Regions from separate parts of the Oryctolagus cuniculus genome. Here region 1 is linked to region 2. The links are chromatin contacts, called in public Micro-C maps. All regions are on one chromosome and are shown on one strand. The core of a region is the stretch at or near the end of the contact, and the rest is flanking DNA. Distances in the headings are between cores, read along the strand shown.

Region 1 (4,105 bases), core at 577-3,076, 200 kb before region 2:
CCTTCGACCTGCCCGGACTGGAGGGTCCCGGAGTGTCCCGTGCGGCCCGGGTCACCTCAGAGCTCCTCATTCCCGGGCTACATGGTGGGGTGAGGCACTCAAGGGATGGAAAAGACGCGGGAAATGGCCTGCGTGGGATTTTCCGCAGCGGCGAGCGGGGCACGTGTCGACGGCGATGCGTCTGGGTTCGAGTCCCGGCTCTGCGCCCACCCGGGGAGGCAGCAAGCACTGCCCAGGCCGGAGCCCCCGGCTCCAGCCTGGCCCAGCCCTCGCTGTTGCAGGCATTTGGGGAGGGAACCAGCAGGTGGAGGTCTCTCTGCCTTACAGATAAGTTAATTTAAAAACCTGCCATCCAGCTAGCAGTAGGATGTGCACAGCCATGTCCCGAGAGCCTCCCGTGAGCACACTCAGGGGACAGACTTGAAACGGCTTCTCTGAGAGCGACTCCTGGCTGCCGTTGGGCAGGAGTGGGGGTCCCGGCCAATGCTGTGAGAAGAGAAACAAGAGGGCCGCAGCGGAGGGGACAGCGGCCAGCTAAAGGGCAGCGTTTGGAAAAGCAGGGCACCACTCATGCTAGAAACCAATCAGGGCGTCGCTGTGGCGTACTGCAGCGCCAGCATCCCTCACGGGCACCGGTTCAAGTCCCGGCTGCTCCACTTCCCACCAGCTCCCTGCTAGTGCACCTGGGAAAGCAGCAGAGGCCCCTGCACCCACATGGGAGACCAGGATAAAGCTCCTGGCTCCTGGCTTCGGCCTGGCCCAGCCCGGGCGGGTGCAGACACTGGGGAGTGGATGGAAGCATCTCTTCTTTCTCTCTCTCTTTCATTTAGATGGAAATAAACAAATAAGCATTCGAACGCAGAATCCTTAGAGCCGCGCCTGGCCGCGGGGTCAATCCCCGAACTCCTGTGACTGTGGACCCCCCAGGCCTCCCCTGGCAGCCAAAGCCGAGGCCGCCTCTCGTCTCACCAAGTCCGAGAGGGCGTGGTCTCCGCGCACCAGGACCGACACCGCCTGCCGGGAGAAGCGGCGTCAGCGAGAGGGCGTGAGGACCCCGCCCACGGCGCCCCCACCCGCCGACCCCCGGCCATGAGCACCTTGTCTGCCGGGAACTGAGCGGCGCCGCCCGCGCACGGCGTCCGGTTCTGGCTCCAGTTGGCGGCGTCGTCGAAGTTGGTGCTGGGAACCCAGCGTTTGGAGGCAGCACCGGCCAGCGCTGGGGAGGGGGCTGCTCAGTGCGTGCCCCAGCCCCGGCCCCCGAGGGTCCCCGCCGGGCGCGGCCAAGTCCCGTGCGGCCCGGGCCAGGGTCCTTGCGCGCCTCGAGCCGGCCCTATGGGAGCCCCGTCCCTGCCTTCCTGCAGACACCAACCGGATCCGCACGGCCCGCTCCAGCGCCCAGCTCGCGGGACCCACCCCGCGTGGCCGCCCCGCCCCCAGTATGTCCGGCGCGAGAGTAGAGGTCGGGGTCGGTCGAGGACAGTGCCCCTGGGGATGGGCAGGAGGGCTTCCTGGAGGAGTCTGACCTGGGACCGGAGGGGCTGCGCCGGCAGAAGGGGCTGGGGGCGCAGGACTGGGGCTGGCTCTCAGCAGGTGCCGGGGCTCAAGGAAGCGGGCAGGGCCAGCGCTGTGCCTCCAGAGCTCCGGGAGTTAGGGGAGGGCGCCCAGGGGCCCCGCTGGAGGCCAGGCCGCGCCCACGTGCCGAGGACATCTCGGGGGGACCCGCCCGCGCCCCGCTTACCACAGAGCTGCAGCCACAGCACCAGCCGGCCCGGCGCGCCCATCTCCTCTGCGCCCGGCGTCGCGGCCCGCAGACTTTGCCCGCCGGCGCCACGTGACCGGCGGGGGCGCCGGGGCCGGTTACACATTTACTTCCGGACCTGCCCGGGCCCCTCCGGAGGGGCCTCCCGGCAGCCCCACACCCACCCATCGGGGTCTGAGGGGCCTGGTTGGGGCGGACCGCCCTGGGAAGGGGGCGGGTGCAGGGGCAGATTGGCAAGCGAGGCCCCTCTCTGTGCGGTCTGCCGGCCTACAGAACTCGGACACAGCTTCTCCCCCAGGCCGCCCCTGCCTCCGGGACCACCGGGGATGGTCCAGGGTGCTGACTGTGGGCCGTGAGCAGTCATCAGCAGGTGGCCAGCACACAGCCGGCAGGCAGCGTAGTGGATGTCTCAGCGTGTGGCGGGCAGTGGCCGAGAGTGGCCGCTTGGTGTGTGTGTTGGTCACTGGGTGCAGGATGAGGGGATGGCTGGATGGAGGGGAATGGTGGGCAGTGGGCAGGTGGATAACGGTCACGAGTGCAGGGTTGGAGGATGTGGGCTGGAGCGCATGGTGGCAGGAAAGGCGTGGGCTCTGGATGAGGGGAGGGGAGTGGCAGGGGAGCTCCAAGGGTGGTGAATGGACTTTGGTGAACTGGGAGTGGACAGCTGGTGAGAGGTGTAGGCAGGTGGGTGAGTGGGTGGATGGATGACCAAGGTAGGGGGCTGGAGGGGTGATAGGGGGTGGAGGGGTGATGGGGGGGTGGAGGGGTGATGGGGGTGGAGGGGTGATCGGGGCTGGAGGGGTGATGGGGGGGTGGAGGGGTGATGGGGGGTGGAGGGGTGATGGGGGTGGAGGGGTGATCGGGGCTGGAGGGGTGATGGGGGGTGGAGGGGTGGAGGGGTGATGGGGGGTGAAGGGGTGATCGGAGGTGGAGGGGTGATGGGGTGGAGGGGTGATGGGGTGGAGGGGTGATGGGGGTGCAGGGGTGATGGGGGGTGGAGGGGTGATGGGGGGTGAAGGGGTGATCGGAGGTGGAGGGGTGATGGGGGTGCAGGGGTGATGGGGGGTGGAGGGGTGATGGGGGTGGAGGGGTGATGGGGGTGAAGGGGTGATGGGGGTTGGAGGGGTGGTGGGGTGGAGGGGTGATGGGGGGTGAAGGGGTGATCGGGGTGAAGGGGTGATGGGGGGTGGAGGGGTGATGGGGGTGAAGGGGTGATTGGGGTGGAGGGGTGATGGGGGGTGGAGGGGTGATGGGGGTGAAGGGGTGATCGGGGTGAAGGGGTGATGGGGGGTGGAGGGGTGATGGGGGTGAAGGGGTGATTGGGGTGGAGGGGTGATCGGGGGTGGATGGGTGATGGGGGGGTGGATGGGTGATGGGGGGTGGAGGGGTGATGGGGGGTGGAGGGGTGATGGGGGGTGGAGGGGTGATGGGGGGTGAAGGGGTGATTGGGGTGGAGGGGTGATGGGGGGTGGAGGGGTGATGGGGGTGCAGGGGTGATGGGGTGGAGGGGTGATGGGGGTGCAGGGGTGATGGGGGGTGGAGGGGTGGTGGGGGGTGGAGGGTTGTGTGGAGAGGATGGAGGCTTGGATCTCTGTGTCACGCATGTGGCGATGGCGGGGTCGTGAGGGGATCTGGGTTTGTGTCCTGGGAGGCACAGATGGGTGAGTGGGTGGACCGTGGGAGGATTGTGGGTGGACCGTGGGTGGATTGTGGGTGGACCGTGGGTGGGTTGTGGGTGGACCGTGGGTGAGTTGTGGGTGGATTGTGAGTGGACCGTGGGTGGGTTGTGGGTGAACCGTGGGTGGGTTGTGGGTGGACCGTGGGTGAGTTGTGGGTGGGTTGTGAGTGGACCGTGGGTGGGTTGTGGGTGAACCGTGGGTGGGTTGTGGGTGGACCGTGGGTGAGTTGTGGGTGGATTGTGGGTGGACCGTGGGTGGATTGTGGGTGGACCGTGGGTGGATTGTGGGTGGGTTGTGGGTGAACCGTGGGTGGGTTGTGGGTGGACCGTGGGTGGGTTGTGGGTGGCAGTTGGCTGGGGTGGTGGGGAGGATGATGAGTTGACACTAGGGGACAGCGTGAGCAGGGGGTGCTGGGAGACCAGTGGTCATGGCTGATGGGGGCTGGGGCGCTGGGCTAGAGGACTGGATGTCGGGTGAGCAGACAGGGAAGGGTGGGTGGAGGTGGACGCGTGGGACCTTCCACCCTCACCCTCACCTGGGGCACAGGTGCCGCAGCCCTGCTTTGGGCTTGGCCGCTGCAGGCACAGACCCTTCATCTGGGGGAGGAGCGGCCACCAGACCCCGACTCTCGGATCTCTCTGGCTCAGAGTCGGGGTGGGGAGAGGAC
Region 2 (4,457 bases), core at 1,833-4,332:
TGACAGCCTGAGTGGAAAACAAAGTCACATAACCAGAACACAAACAATCACATATCAAAGAGAAAAGACCCGCCCCTCTGAGACGCCGGCCGCAGGGACGCAGCAGAGGGCCGACTCCTGCCCCGCTGCCAGAAAGGAAAGTGCCCCCCCCCCACACACACACAAGGGAAACGCTGACTGGGCTGGCTGCAGAGACCGTGCTGGACAGAGTGTCATTACCTGCTCCATGTTGTAGCCATGCTTCTCCTTGGCAATGGCAATGTATTCATCCACTGAAACACAAGATGAGAAGGCCGGTAAGCAGGGGCAGCATAATCTATCTGCCGCGACTGGCACACGTCTCAGTCCTGCCACAGAATAGACGGGAACACGGCAGGACCACGTCATGGATCCCACTAAGTAACACAGAGGAACACACTCACAGATCCAACACCATTGGGGAAATTGTGTCTTGTCTTGGTGTTGTTCAGGTTTTCCACAACACACAACCATTAACTCGGTGCTTTGACAAATACTTACTTAGCAGTAAAAAGCAGTATGAAAGTGGAGTTCATTTTTTGTCTCAGTTGAGGATAAAGAATAAGTAAGCTATTTTTATGTTTTTAAAAAGAATCTAATAGATTAATTACACATCCCAGTGCTTGGACTCTGCATTGAAATATTGAAATACAAGGTGGCAAGTGCTGGCTAGCTATCAAGCACTAAGAAAATACCGAAGAAATCGAACTGACTTGGCCTCAAGAAGTATGGGCCATTTGTGGATGGCCTTCCTTTATAAATCATAGAAAGTAGCATGGAATTGCACACAACAATCGTACAATGCCCACAGGTGCCACGTCCTTCTGCCCTCACAGGGCAGCCTCTGGCCCGAGGACTAAATGGAGAGAAAGCAGGCCCTAAGTGGCCCCAGGAGCTGACCGCATCCACAAGCCAGCTAATAAGATCAGGCCTTCTGCATCTCAACCTGTTATTCAATTATACTACAACCACACTGCTAATTCTGGTATAATTGACAACCAATTTAGAAAAAAGAAATTAATTTCCAAAAATAATTCGAATCTTTTACTAGGTTATATACTAAATACTCAGGGAAATTTTTTCCATCAACAACAGAGAAAGTCAATTTAATTCAAACAACAACTCCCTTTAGTGCAAGTAACTATTAATTACAATACAATGGCACTAATTTCCTTTAAAAAAAGTTTAAAACACATATACTCACAAGCATACCAGTCAATCCACTCAGGACACAGGAGAACTGTGATACATCCGAGAGTCAGCAAGTAACCAATGAAACGGCCCTGGCCGTCACCGCAGCTGAGAGGGGGAGGACAGGTCCCGCCTCCTGCATGCTTTTCACTTTAAAATAGGGCAGGCAACGTCAGACAGGGACTGTGCCCTAAGGCTCTAAAATGTGAGGTGAGGTGCAGATACAGAAGCAGTGGCTCCGTGGACCAGGCCGGAGCCTGCAGTGGCTGGTGCTGGAGGAGCCTGGATGCAAAGGGTGGCAGGCAGGACCCAGGACAGGCTGCCGGGGGCAGGAGGCAGAGTGGAAGCCAACCCTGGCGCCGTGCTGCTTCTGTCCAGCGGCTCTGAGGGGATGAACCACAAGCTTCCGTACAGTCTCAGCTCCACGAGCATGCTACTATTTACCCTAGCTGAATGAGGACCATGGGCATGGCCACGGGTCAGTCCTGTGATCTTGAAGTCAGTCAATGCACAGGCTTGACAGGTGGAGTGGGTGGCCCTGAGATGGCTGCTCACTAGACCTATACTGCCCATGTGCCTCAGGCAGATGCCATTGGCTGGATCCACACCACTACATCAGCAACAGGGGCCGTGAAGTCTGCCCCAGCATCTCCAACCAGATTCAGCTACAAACTACAGTGGGACCACAGCATTCCAGTTACAACTCCACTGATTTCTGCCACGGCAGCATCTTCCTTAGGACACCTTCCAGACCACTCAGCTGTGAGAGCCTCTTGGAGACCAGCAGGGGAAGCCGGACACAACAGACCAAGCGAACAGTGTCACTCACGCTGTATCGTCCGACAAGATGACCCTGAGCTGTCTGCCCAGCCTCAGAAATCAGGGTGAGAGGCAGGAGGCAGCTGGTTCTGGCTGCATGAGAACACGGTTCTCTGCTTACTCCGGACATGGAAGCCGCAGCCTGAGCTGAGCCAGTCACCTTCCTACTCCTCGGTCTCTCCATCCAGACCAAGGAAAGTGACTCTGAAATGACCAAGCAGCTCTGATTCCTTCAGCCTTCCTGGTCTATAAAACCAGTGTCCTCTGCTCAACCCGTCAGAACACGACTCTATTTTATGGAACAAGGCGTCGCCAACTCCAGATTAAAAATAAAGTCACTTAAAGATTCTTTGTAAACAGTTGTGATTTAAATGTTTTTAGCACCAGGAATTAGCACCAGGAACACTAGGTCCTAAACGGAGCCCCCTCCCTGGCAGAGCCTCCCAGACCAGAATTAGCCCAGAATGCAGCCGCTGGCACGGACGACCCTGCTGGCAGGCCTTGGGGCTCCCTGCTTTACTGCTCTGACCTGCGGCTCCTCCTCTCTGATACTCAGAGGGACGTGGTGCCCTTCTGTGGCTGGGAATATCCCAGAGCCCTGACTTTCCCACCACCCACCACGCCCTTTGCAGAATGACCAGAAGCTGGTGCAACAGTGAGGAAAGGGTAAAGTGTGTGTTTTTTCAAAATCTCCCACAGGGTGTTCCCAACTACAGCAAAAACAAGCTCAACCCAAGAAAATAAAGCCCTCTCCCAGCTGCCCTCACGAAAACACAGGGCAGCGATGACGAAGGCGGATGGCTCCCGGATGGAACAGCGAGAGGCAGGAGAAGCACAGCCACCTGAGAACCTCTGTTCTGAAACAGGCAGCCCAGGAACTTCTACAGTCCTTCCACGTCAGGTAGCAACAATCTAGGTTGTGCCCCCAAAAGATCAAAGGTCAACTGGAGGTGATCTCAGCCACTGTAAGGAGCAACCGTGGGCAGGGAAGCATTTGGTAAAATGATCAGTGATACGAGAAACCGAGGAGCCTGAGAGAATGCCAGGACACGGGCGGGGGTGGGAGTTCGCAGCCAGCAGCCTGCCCAGCACACAGGGTCAGTACAGGAGCCACCTGGGCGTGGCCCGCCAGTCTTGTGTGGCCAGCTCATGTGAGCATGTGTTAGAATCGCGGCTGGCACTGTGGCCCAGCAGGTCAAGCCGCTGCCTGTAACGCTGGCACACCACATGGCTGTCAGCTGGTGTCCCAGCTGCTCCACTTCCAATCCCGCGCCCTGCTACCAACCAGGAAGAGCAGTGGAAAATGGCAAGTGCTCAGGTCCCTGCCACCAACGTGGGAGACTCAGATGAAGCTTCCGGCTTCAGCCTGGCCCAGCCGTGGCTGCTGCAGCCATTTGGGGAGTAAACCAGCAGATGGACAATCTCTGTCTCCTTCTTTCTAATGCTTTCAAACAAATACATAAATCTTTGGGGGGCGGGGAACAGCAGCAGCAAAATAATCAATCATTGGGTATTCAGACTTAAAAGTAATTCCATTATTGCATACAGCAACGTTTTTTAAACTTGAAAATTCCCATTGAAACAAGCAGCAAGATTTGTCTCATCCTAAATTATGATGAATAAAGATAAACATCAGAGGGCCAGACCAGCGGAAGAATAGGTTAAGCTTCTGTCTGAAATGCCGCATCCTATATGGGTGCTGGTTCTAGTCCAGGCTGTTCCATTTCTAATCCAGCTCCCTGTTGATGGCCTGGGAAAGGAGTAGAAGATGGCTCAAGTGCTGGATGGGCCCAGCTCCAGCCATTGCAGCCATCTAGGGAATGAATCAGCGGATGGAAGACCTCCCTCTGCCTCTCCCTCTGTCTGTAACTCTACCTCTCAAGTAAATAAATAAATAATAATAATAAAAAGGATATACATCACACTGACTCTATGAAAAGTACAGACTGTATGAATCAAGGCATCTTTGAAGCCACAAAGCCTCCCCATCAAAACACAGGCAAGTGAGTCATAGAGTAACATCGTGTGAGGTAGCGTGTGAGACTCTCATTCATCAAGAAAATGCACAAAATCCCTAAGGCTTATTAACACTGACTGATGTACAGCTGACTGGAGTAAGGAACAGGCTTAACTAAAAGAGTAAAAATGCCCTGGCCTCCTGACGTGGTCAACCAACCTGCAGTGGTTTCAACCAACACACAGGAAACAGAAGAGCAGGTAAGCACCGGAAACAAGTGTTTGAGGAGGCAAAGTAATCAGGACAGAATGACCAGACTGACGATCATGGTGACGATGATAAATCAAGAAGAACGGCCTGAGGATCCAGCCGCTGAGGCAGGTGCCTGGGCAGTGGCTATGCTGCCACCTGAGATGTGGAAGTGCCTGGGTTCGAAGTCCCAGCTGCTTGCTAATGTGCCTGAGGCAGCAGG

The links. Hi-C and Micro-C count contacts between places; a contact is called where the count stands out from the background.
Region 1: a Micro-C map of ear pinna shows a contact between it and region 2, with 6 times the contacts expected there. The contact joins the promoter of AMN here to the enhancer-like site in region 2. A contact is called at or near these places in 2 of 6 Hi-C or Micro-C datasets (ear pinna and an unstated tissue).

What each region holds. Positions count from the first base shown.
Region 1 is chr20:45,997,553-46,001,657 of mOryCun1.1, reverse strand. AMN (amnion associated transmembrane protein) reads right to left here and starts at 1,826. Exons shown (of 12, transcript XM_070065427.1): 1 at 1,739-1,826; 2 at 1,098-1,216; 3 at 970-1,014. The coding sequence starts at 1,781.
Region 2 is chr20:45,795,501-45,799,957 of mOryCun1.1, reverse strand. RCOR1 (REST corepressor 1) reads right to left here. Exons shown (of 12, transcript XM_051834874.2): 4 at 220-272. Among named protein-coding and RNA genes, the nearest start is that of TRAF3, 62 kb to the left of the region's middle. Within about 2 kb of position 3,082, at least 1 of the 8 cell types and tissues checked has an H3K27ac peak or open chromatin away from gene starts, as enhancers often do. A contact at or near this core is called in ear pinna, where this site is marked.